2 separate regions of the Mus musculus genome follow, and region 2 is linked to region 1. The links are chromatin contacts, called in public promoter capture Hi-C maps. All regions are on one chromosome and are shown on one strand. The core of a region is the stretch at or near the end of the contact, and the rest is flanking DNA. Distances in the headings are between cores, read along the strand shown.

Evidence for each region. Promoter capture Hi-C pulls out the DNA fragments that hold promoters and counts their contacts.
Region 2: a promoter capture Hi-C map of liver shows a contact between it and region 1, with 5 times the contacts expected there. The contact joins the promoter of Pgs1 here to the promoter of Rab37 in region 1. A contact is called at or near these places in 3 of 39 promoter capture datasets (liver, neutrophils and pre-B cells).

What each region holds. Positions count from the first base shown.
Region 1 is chr11:115,151,568-115,155,928 of GRCm38.p6, reverse strand. Rab37 (RAB37, member RAS oncogene family) reads right to left here and starts at 1,751. Exons shown (of 9, transcript NM_021411.4): 1 at 1,638-1,751. The coding sequence starts at 1,730.
Region 2 is chr11:117,985,310-117,989,665 of GRCm38.p6, reverse strand. It overlaps Pgs1 (phosphatidylglycerophosphate synthase 1), which reads right to left and starts at 2,809. Exons shown (of 10, transcript NM_133757.2): 1 at 2,653-2,809. The coding sequence starts at 2,786.

The sequences.
Region 1 (4,361 bases), core at 502-3,001:
GATTAGTTGATTGTGGGGCAGAGATGTCAGAGTGGGTCGGAAAGGAAGGGATGCAAGGCTGAGTTCCCGAATTATAAAAACCCTACTGTGTGCTTTGGGGAAATTTTCATCGGCTTGCCCACCATAGTAGGAGGAAAGTGGGGGTGGGGTGGGGGAGTGGGGCTCGTTCCTTTGCAGCCTTTCTGGAGCTTGTCAATGACTAACGACAAGATTGATGGGGACCACTTAAGAAGAGTGCCCAAGACCCCAGACCTAAGGTGCTCCAAGGATCTTTTCTCATCATGCTCTTTTCCCACAGCTACAGACTCAGGACTGGGCCAAGCCTGGCAGGCTGGGGGTCAGCTATTTTGCAGGTGCTCCCAGCAGGCACTCTGATGGCTCTGGGGCCCCAGCCATACAGGGGGAGGGAGGGAGGGAGGCAGGCGAATACCGGTATTTGTGTACTTTACAGATCACAGCTGCCTTGAGCAAATGATGCAGCCGGTCACCCAGCCCATCAAGTCCACCAAACACAAACAGCTGCTCAGCCTTGCCACCTCCTAGGTAAACAGCTCAGTTGTCCTGCAGGGCTAGGAGGTCAGGAGATCCCCATCAGCCTGGGGGTGGGGGCTGGCCATCAGCAACTCCCCTCCCCTGAGGACTTAGAGCCCCATTTCCTGCCACAAGCCCACACAGGACGCCTATCTCAACGTCTCTGGGTGGGTAGGCTGGCTGACTGGCTTCCCCTGAAACCCTAGGGGGTGGAGATGTGAAGCTCCTAGTGAGAGTGAGATCTGGTGTTTGAGAGGAACCAAGACCCTGAAAGAGGCAGGTACCCTTCAAGACCAGGCATCACTTCTACCTGGCATAGCTCTTACTTCTCTCTCCTAAACCCTGTAGAAAAATAGTGCAAGAGGCTGGCTGGCTCAGCATCTCTTTTTAGAGTTCCATGTACTTGCTTAAGCCAAGGACACCAATAAGAGAGGTGGTGACAGACATCCTTTTATTCAGGGCATTCCTGCAGAATGTATGCACCCCAGAGAGTTGCCTTTAAGGTCGTCGGGGGGCCGGGCGGGGGGAGGGGGAGAGTGGGCCATGGTCACTAATTGCCATGTTCTTTCTCAGCTTCTGAAAATTCCCAAGTGGACTTGTAGGCTGGCTACATGCAGCCTGGGGTGTTGGGAAGGAGCTGTGAGTCTATGTCTGGAGGCAGTGGGGAGGGGAAGGGTGGGATGTACCGCTGAGTGGGGACCCAAAGCACTGCACGCCTGTGACAGGTGTCACTTTTTGAGGCTTAGCTCAAAAAGGGCATTAACCTTGAGATGCCTCTGAAGGCGGGGATGCCCTGTCTGTGTCTTCAGAGAGTCCCTGTCTCCCAGTATTCCAAAGTGTGGCAGAAGGAACTGGGTTTTTGTTCCTAGGGTGGGGGAGTCTTAGTCTTTCAGATCTGCCTTACCCCATGCCCTCCGAGGTCAGCCTAGAACCCTAGAGACTGGGATGAGCCCAGGGGTTATGCCCCAGACCAGAGACCCAGCTGACACTTCCAGAAGAGGGGTGTAGACAGGGAAGGACAGGGTCCTAAGGCAAAGGACATCGGGAGGGATGTCCCTAAGTGCCGGCCTGGGGGGTCCCCAGCACTGAGCGCAGAGCCCACCCACCTTGCCGGTGAGATCGTAGTTCGGGCTGAAGGGCGGGGAGCGCTCAGGGGCCTCGCCATCCCCAGCGGTAGCAGCTCCTGGTGTGCCAGTCATGTCCCCGGACAGTCAGAGGTGAGCCCGGCTCGAAGCAAGCGAGGGAGAGCGAGGAACCGCCCTGCCCTAGGCTCCGCCCACTCCTCCCTCCCCATCCACCAACCGGCTCGGACCCTGATAGACTCCTCCCTCCGTCCCGCCATCCCCTCGACGACGCCAGCCAGGACGTCTGAGACTCGCAGAATGCACACCCTAGGGAGTGGCAGTCCCCCTGAGAGACATTAGCCTAGTTTAGTGCTCTTACAGCACGGAATGAGTCCTGCTACAGGACCAGCCCATTAAGGTCGCAGTGGTGAAGTTAGATTGCCATCGAGGCTGCGGACCCGGGAGACCCAGCTAGCTGCGGAAGGTGTGGGGCTTGGTTTCCTACTGCGGCAATGCAGTGGCCAGCAGGGCGCGCCCGAGCTCCAGCCAGTTGACAGTCCGGTACTTACCTGCAGGCAAGAAGCTGGGGACGTCCCTGAACAATGTTGGACAGGAAGTTGCATTCTGAGACTAGCACCCAAGCGGTTCTGATAGACCTCAGCTCATCTGAGCCTACTTTTTCACCGACACTCACCTTGGAGCGCACTGACCATCTGGGGAGCTCCTGGGTGGTGCTAACACTTGGAGCTCTTTGCCATGTTTCTCCCTCATTTGTTAGTCTAAGCCCCTGATGTCCTCCCACCACGGGAAGGTGAGCTCTTGAAGCCCATCTTTCCAAGGGGACAAGATAGGGCCAACATTATTCAGGGAAGGCCTAGGCCTAGCCACCGAGTGGGTGCCACAGGAATTCATGAAGTCGTGGGTCGTTTTGAGCTGTTTCTAGTACAGCCCAGGAACCCTGCAGCTCCGGATGACGGGGGATATGGAGAATCTGGGGTTGCACATACCAGGGTTCAGTAGCTTGTGGGCCAACTTTTCAACATCTCAACGCTGTATAGAAAGGAACAGGATGCGGGGACTGGATGCGGGGTGTAGGAAGGGGGTTGGGCCCCTCAACTTTTTAGGTGAGGGCAGTGAGGGCTGGCTTTGGGGTGACTATGACTTGGGAAATGGCTGTGTACATCAGCAGGAACTATTTCATGACAGCTGAGAGGAGATCCCGGAGCCTGGATGGAGGTGACTTTGTCGAGGTGGGAATTGGAGAGGGGTAGTGGCTTGCCCCTTGCTCACCGTCCACTGAAAACTAATGTTGTGGGGGTACATCGTGTCCCCCAAGAGATATGCTGAAGTCCTAGGCACTGGTACCCAAAATGTGTGTGGCCTTCCTTGGCAACAGGAACATTAGAGATGTAGGTTAGAACTGGGCCATACTGGAATAGGGGTTCCGTGATGGTTAATACTGATCATTAACTTGGCAGGCCCTAGAGTCATGCTGTGAGGGAATATCTTAATTAGGTTGACCGAGGTGGGAAGACCCACTCCAGAGGAGGGCAGCATGAAAAGGAAGAGATCACACCTCTTGTTCTCTGTTGCTTGTTTGAGGTTAGCTGCCTCAGGCTCCTGCTGCTGGGGCTTCCCCCGTCTCGATGGAATCTAACCAAACTTCCCTTCTTCACACGCTGTTTGTGTCCGGGTATTTTATCACAGCAACGGGAAAATTAACTGAGACAAGCCCCTAACCCAGTGTGACTGTGTGATGGGGAAAGGTTTAAAGCAAATGGCTAGAAGACAGCCTCGTGAAGCCAGAGGTAGAGACAGGAATATTTGATGACTCCAAGGAACAGGGACGATGCCCGGAGCTAAGAGAAGCTGGGAAGCGGTAGGGAGAATTCGACTGGGATACTACTGACCCCTTGGTTTGGGACTTTGGTGTGTGTTGTTGGCTCCATTATTATTTTGGGAGGAGGCAAAGGCTTCAGAGGTTAGGGCTTAGCTGGTGTTAGGGATTGGTTCTAACGCTGTCTCAATTCAATTCGGCTCCCAAAGGCAGAGGTCCCAGACCTTCTGTCTCCGCCCCCAGCTGGATTTGATTGGCATTAAAGGATTGCTTTACAGCCAATGGCTGGGCAGGTAAACTGAGGTGGGCGGGACCTGGGGGATTTGTGAGGGCCGGCAGCCAGGGAGAAAACTGGAGATGATCTAGCGAGATGGGTCAGATTTAGAGCTGCAGAAGGAGAAACCGTCCAAAATGTAAGTGGGAAGGGAAAGCAGCCCTAGGGGAGGGGCCCAGAAGGTAACAGGGCAGCGAAGAGAGAACCCAGATTCAGAAGGCGTTGAGTCAGGAGTACCGGAGGGAAATGTATGCTAGCTGGGCGGAGGATCAGAACTGCCCAGCCTTTGAGCTAGTCAAGACATATCAAAAATAAGCTAATGTGTGCGTGTGTGTGTGTTCTTTTCGCGAATCCAGAAGGCTCTGCTTGTAAGCACGCAACTGTCTGGGAGCCAAAGTGGTTTAGCTAAGCTTGCCACTACAGCTGGAGCTAAGCTACTGGTCACATATACTTGCTTACACTTGCCTTAGAGGAATGGGTTTGGGATGGAGCAACCCAGGCACCTCCAGAGACGACAGAGATAAAATCATTCTTACAGAGAACCGGGGAGAGTTCAGTCCTTTTTCTGGGCAATGCTTGTTAGCAACTCTGGGTTATGTTCCCTGGGCCTGCAGCATGCAGGCAGTCAAGTATGGATGAGCCATGCTTTGTCCCC
Region 2 (4,356 bases), core at 1,560-4,059, 2.8 Mb before region 1:
ACTTAATCCTTCGGTTTAGAAATACGGAGCCATGAGTACTGCAAAGATTTTGGGGAAGCTGAGCTGCGTGTGGTAGCACATGCTGGCAGTTTCAGAGCTCAGGGGATGGCAGGAAGATCAGGAGTTCAAGGCCACCCCAAGAGAATGAAATCCTGTCTCAAAGAAACATGAGTCACGTAAGAAGTCTACAGAGACTACCCTCACTGCCACACCACACCTGCCATCCCCCATCCAGGAGCTAAGGCCACCCTTAACAACATAGCGGGCCTGAGTCAGGCTGGGCTACATTCAACCCTGCCTCAGAAAAATTAAAAAAAAAAAAAGAAAGAAAAATTAAAGATACAACTTGATCTACGTAGAAGTTCTAGGACAGCCAGGGACACAGACTGAGATCCTGTCTCAAAGGAACATTCATGGGCTGGAGAGGGCTCGGGGGTTACGAGTGTCCACTGCTCCTGCAGAAGACTTAAGTCTGATTCCTACAAGTGCATTTAACTTTAGCACCAGGGACTCCAATGTCCTCGTCTGACCCCCAAGGGTTCCTGCATCATACGCACCTACACATGGAAGCACACATAACTGCAAATAAAAATAAAATCTTGGGCTGAGTGTGGTGGCCACACCTTTAATCCCAGCACTCCATGGCATAAACCAGTAGGTCTCTATGAGTTTGAGGCCGGCCTGGTCTACATAAAGAGTCAAGCCAGCCAGCTATAAAGTAAGAACCTGTCTCAATCAAACTAACAAAATCTTTTTTTTTTAATTTTTTAAAGGGAACAATGAAATACTTCAACAAGTAAAGTTGCCTGCAACCAAGCCCAAAGACTTGTGTTCAATAATTAGGATGCACATATGGGCACACAACAAAGCTTTTCATTTAAAAAAAAAAAAAAGATAAAGCAGGAGTTGAAAAGCAAGGTGCACTCCTGTCATCCCTGTGCTCGGGAGACTAAGGAAGGAGGACCCAGTGCGCCAGGCTAACCTGGGCTACAAAGCACACACACTAGGGCAGAGGGTGGGGGGAGGGTAGCCCAGTTGGTAAAGTTATCTAACTGCCTAGCATACACAAGGCCCTGGAAATGTCCCCTATCTAGCCCATGAAATTGGGCACAGTGACACATGCTGGTAAGACTAGCACTTGTAGACAAATGGGCCATTAATTCATAACCATCAGCTACAAAGGATATTCGAAAGTAACCTGAGGTGAGGCCCTGTCAGGCCTAGGGGCACAGCTCCATGTAGAGTGCTTGCCTATCCAGAATTTGATACCCAGTGGTATAGGGGATATAGTTCATGTAGGTTGCCTGAGCCCCCTTCAGAGATCAGCACCAAAGCTGAACAATGAATACTGAGGTTTACAAACCAAAAGGAAATCAACAAAGCTTCCTAAACTGCTCCTCTTTCAGGCAGAACTTTTGAAACCTAACATTTTTCAGTGGTCTGGTGCCCTGATGTAATAAGCGTCACCTGATTCTACCGTCCAATCGAATGGCTGGGGGAAAGAGCCATTCTGATCAGCAGGCAACCTGAGATAAGACTGCCTGTCTGCCTTGATTCTGTCATTCAGTAGGTCCTCTAAGTCTAATTTGTGCTTGGGTTGGCAAGCTCCCTGTTACTCTGTAAATCAATGACCCACATCTAGAACCAACGCAGGTGACTGCACCTCAAGCCATCTAGAGACAAGATCTTACCCACAGATCTTACTCACAGAACCAGAATGGGCCATTACAGCTCACACCTGGGAGTCAGCATTGGACATGAGGCAGGAGAATCAGGAGTATTAGGCTAACCTGAGTTACTCAATTTAAGGCCAGTATAGATACATGAAACTGTGTCTCTAAAAGAACTGGGGGTCCAGCGAGTTTGCTGCCAAGCCTGATGATCCGATTTCAATCACTTCAACTCACGTGGTAAAAGAGAACCGACTTCCCCTACCACCACCTGAGCACACAGTCATTATTTTAATTGTTTTATTTATTTTAAAGAGAGAGAGGAGGAGCTGAGATGTGGCTCAGTGGTAAAGCACCTGCCTTGTGTGCATGGAGTTCTGGGTTTGGGCCCCAGCATTTGAAGAAAAAGAAAACGAAGTCTCTAAACATATCCACACGAGAGAATATCACACACAAACACACAATCTCAATATCTATCTCGCGCGCTCCTGAAAATTAGCAATAGCATCAGGCCTCTTGGTTGAGCCTGTTCTTGGCAAATGTTTCCTTTAAAGGACCACTGCCTGAACAAACTGCTTCAAAGCTTCCCTCACCGCTTACACAACCCACTTCAGTACTTTTCCAGAAACAAGCCTTTCGAACGCGCGCAGAAAGAGTTTCGAGTGTTTCCTCTTCACGGGCCTGAGTACCGATTGAGTCAGGATTGAGAAATGTCTCCGGCAGGATGTGAGGAAGCCAGCCTGCACCGGGTCCCCGCAGGGCTGATTCACTCCGGCCAACTCACCGCTCTAACCCCGACTGCCACACTCACGCCCCGAGCCCGGAGCACAGCAGCCTTGGCCCCAGGGCCGGGCCGCAGCCCCGAGCTCGCCCCGGGTGGCTCCTGCACGGTGCACGCCCACGGGGCTCCTGGCTGAGCCGCCGGCACGCGGGGAGACAGCGAGTCCCCCACCCCCCGCCCGGCCCTCTCGAGCGCTCTCACCTCCGGCGCCGGCGCTCCCGGCTCCTGCCCAGACGGTCGGAGAGGCGGCCCAGGAGCGCGGCCAGCCCGGGCCTGCCAGGCAGCAGGCCCAGCAGCCGCCTCCAGAACACCGGGCCCGCTGCCGGCGCCGCCATGGAGACCCGCCGCTTCCGCTTCCGGCGCGCGAGAACTTTATTGACAGTGCGAGCGCGAACAGGGAGCCAGCGCGCAGGCGCGGTAGCGGCAGTGACAGCTGCATAGGCTGTATTCCCTTGTCTTTGCCTCTCTGTATCCTTTCTGGGGCACCGCGTCGCGCCAGACAGGGAGCTCAAGGGCGGGAGGCATGGACTACAGTCCTAAGTTCACCTGATGGTCCAGGAGGGAGAATGCTGGTGACAGCTCAGCACCCCGAATCCTGTCAGATTAGCAGCTGCTGCCCTGCACTTTATGCTCATCTGCCTTGCTGTAAGAGGAGGGATGCTCAGCGACCAGACTACCTGTCAGACTTCCAGCTGCTACCCTGCGCTCACATAAAGGTCCAGGAGGATTAATAACAGCTCAGCGCCCGGAGTCCTGTCAGACTGATAGCTGCTGCCCTGCGACCTATGATCATCTGCCTTGTTCCAAGAAGAAGGAAGGATGCTCAGCGCAGACTTTCAGCTGCTACCCTGCGCTCACATATGAGAGTCCAGGAGGGAGAATAGCTAGTAACTGCTCAGCGCCTCAATCCTGTCCGTTTGACAGCTGCTGCCATGCACTCACATGAGGGAGCAAGGAGGAGGATGTCAGTGGCATCTTAGCACCTGTCACACTGACAGCTGCCGCCATGCGCATTAAACTCACCTGCATTGCTCCAGGAGAGAGGAAGCTAGTGATCATTCAGAGTCCTGACACCTGTCAGATTGATAACTTCCTGAGCCCTACGCCCTCAACTCACCTGCCTGGCTCCAAGAGGAAGGATTCTTGCAATAGCTCAGTGCCCAACACCTGTCAGATAGCCAGCCCCTGCTTTGTGCCCGCACTCGTGTGCATCATCACTCAGTTCAGCACCCTGAGGCCTGACCCTCCTCTGCCCCTGTCTGACTTTCATGCCCTTAATTCCTTCCCTGGCTCACATGCTCTGGGACTTAGAAGCTAGAAACATTGTAAAACAGTCATAATTCTCTTTACCCCAGAGATGATGGAGTTAAAGCTGTAACACTTGAACTAACATTCTGAATTTCACCTCCACCAAACTATTTCAGGAAAGTGAATGACACATTTCAAAAGAATATTTATCTCAGTCTTTCTCCCATTATTGAAAAGTGTGGAAACAGCCGGTGGTGGTGGTGGTGGTGGTGGTGCACGCCTTTAATCCCAGCACTGTGGAGACAGAGGTAAATGGATCTCTGTGAGTTCAAGACCAGTATGGTCTACAGAATGAGTTCCAAGATAACCAAGGCTACACAATGAAACCCTATCTTGAAAAACAAACAAAAAATCTCAGTGAAGGAGTTGGCTAGATACACTGTGGTGTATCAATACAATGGATGGCCATAGCTCCATGAGAATATGATACCCTAGAATAATATTTCATGGCATCACTTATAAAATTTACCAGGGGCAGGCAAAATGGCTCAGTAGATAAAGGTGCTTGCTGCCAAAGCTGACAACCAGAGTTTCAACTTCAAAACATATATAGTAGGAAAGAGACTCAATTTGTCCCCTGACCTCCACATGTGCGCC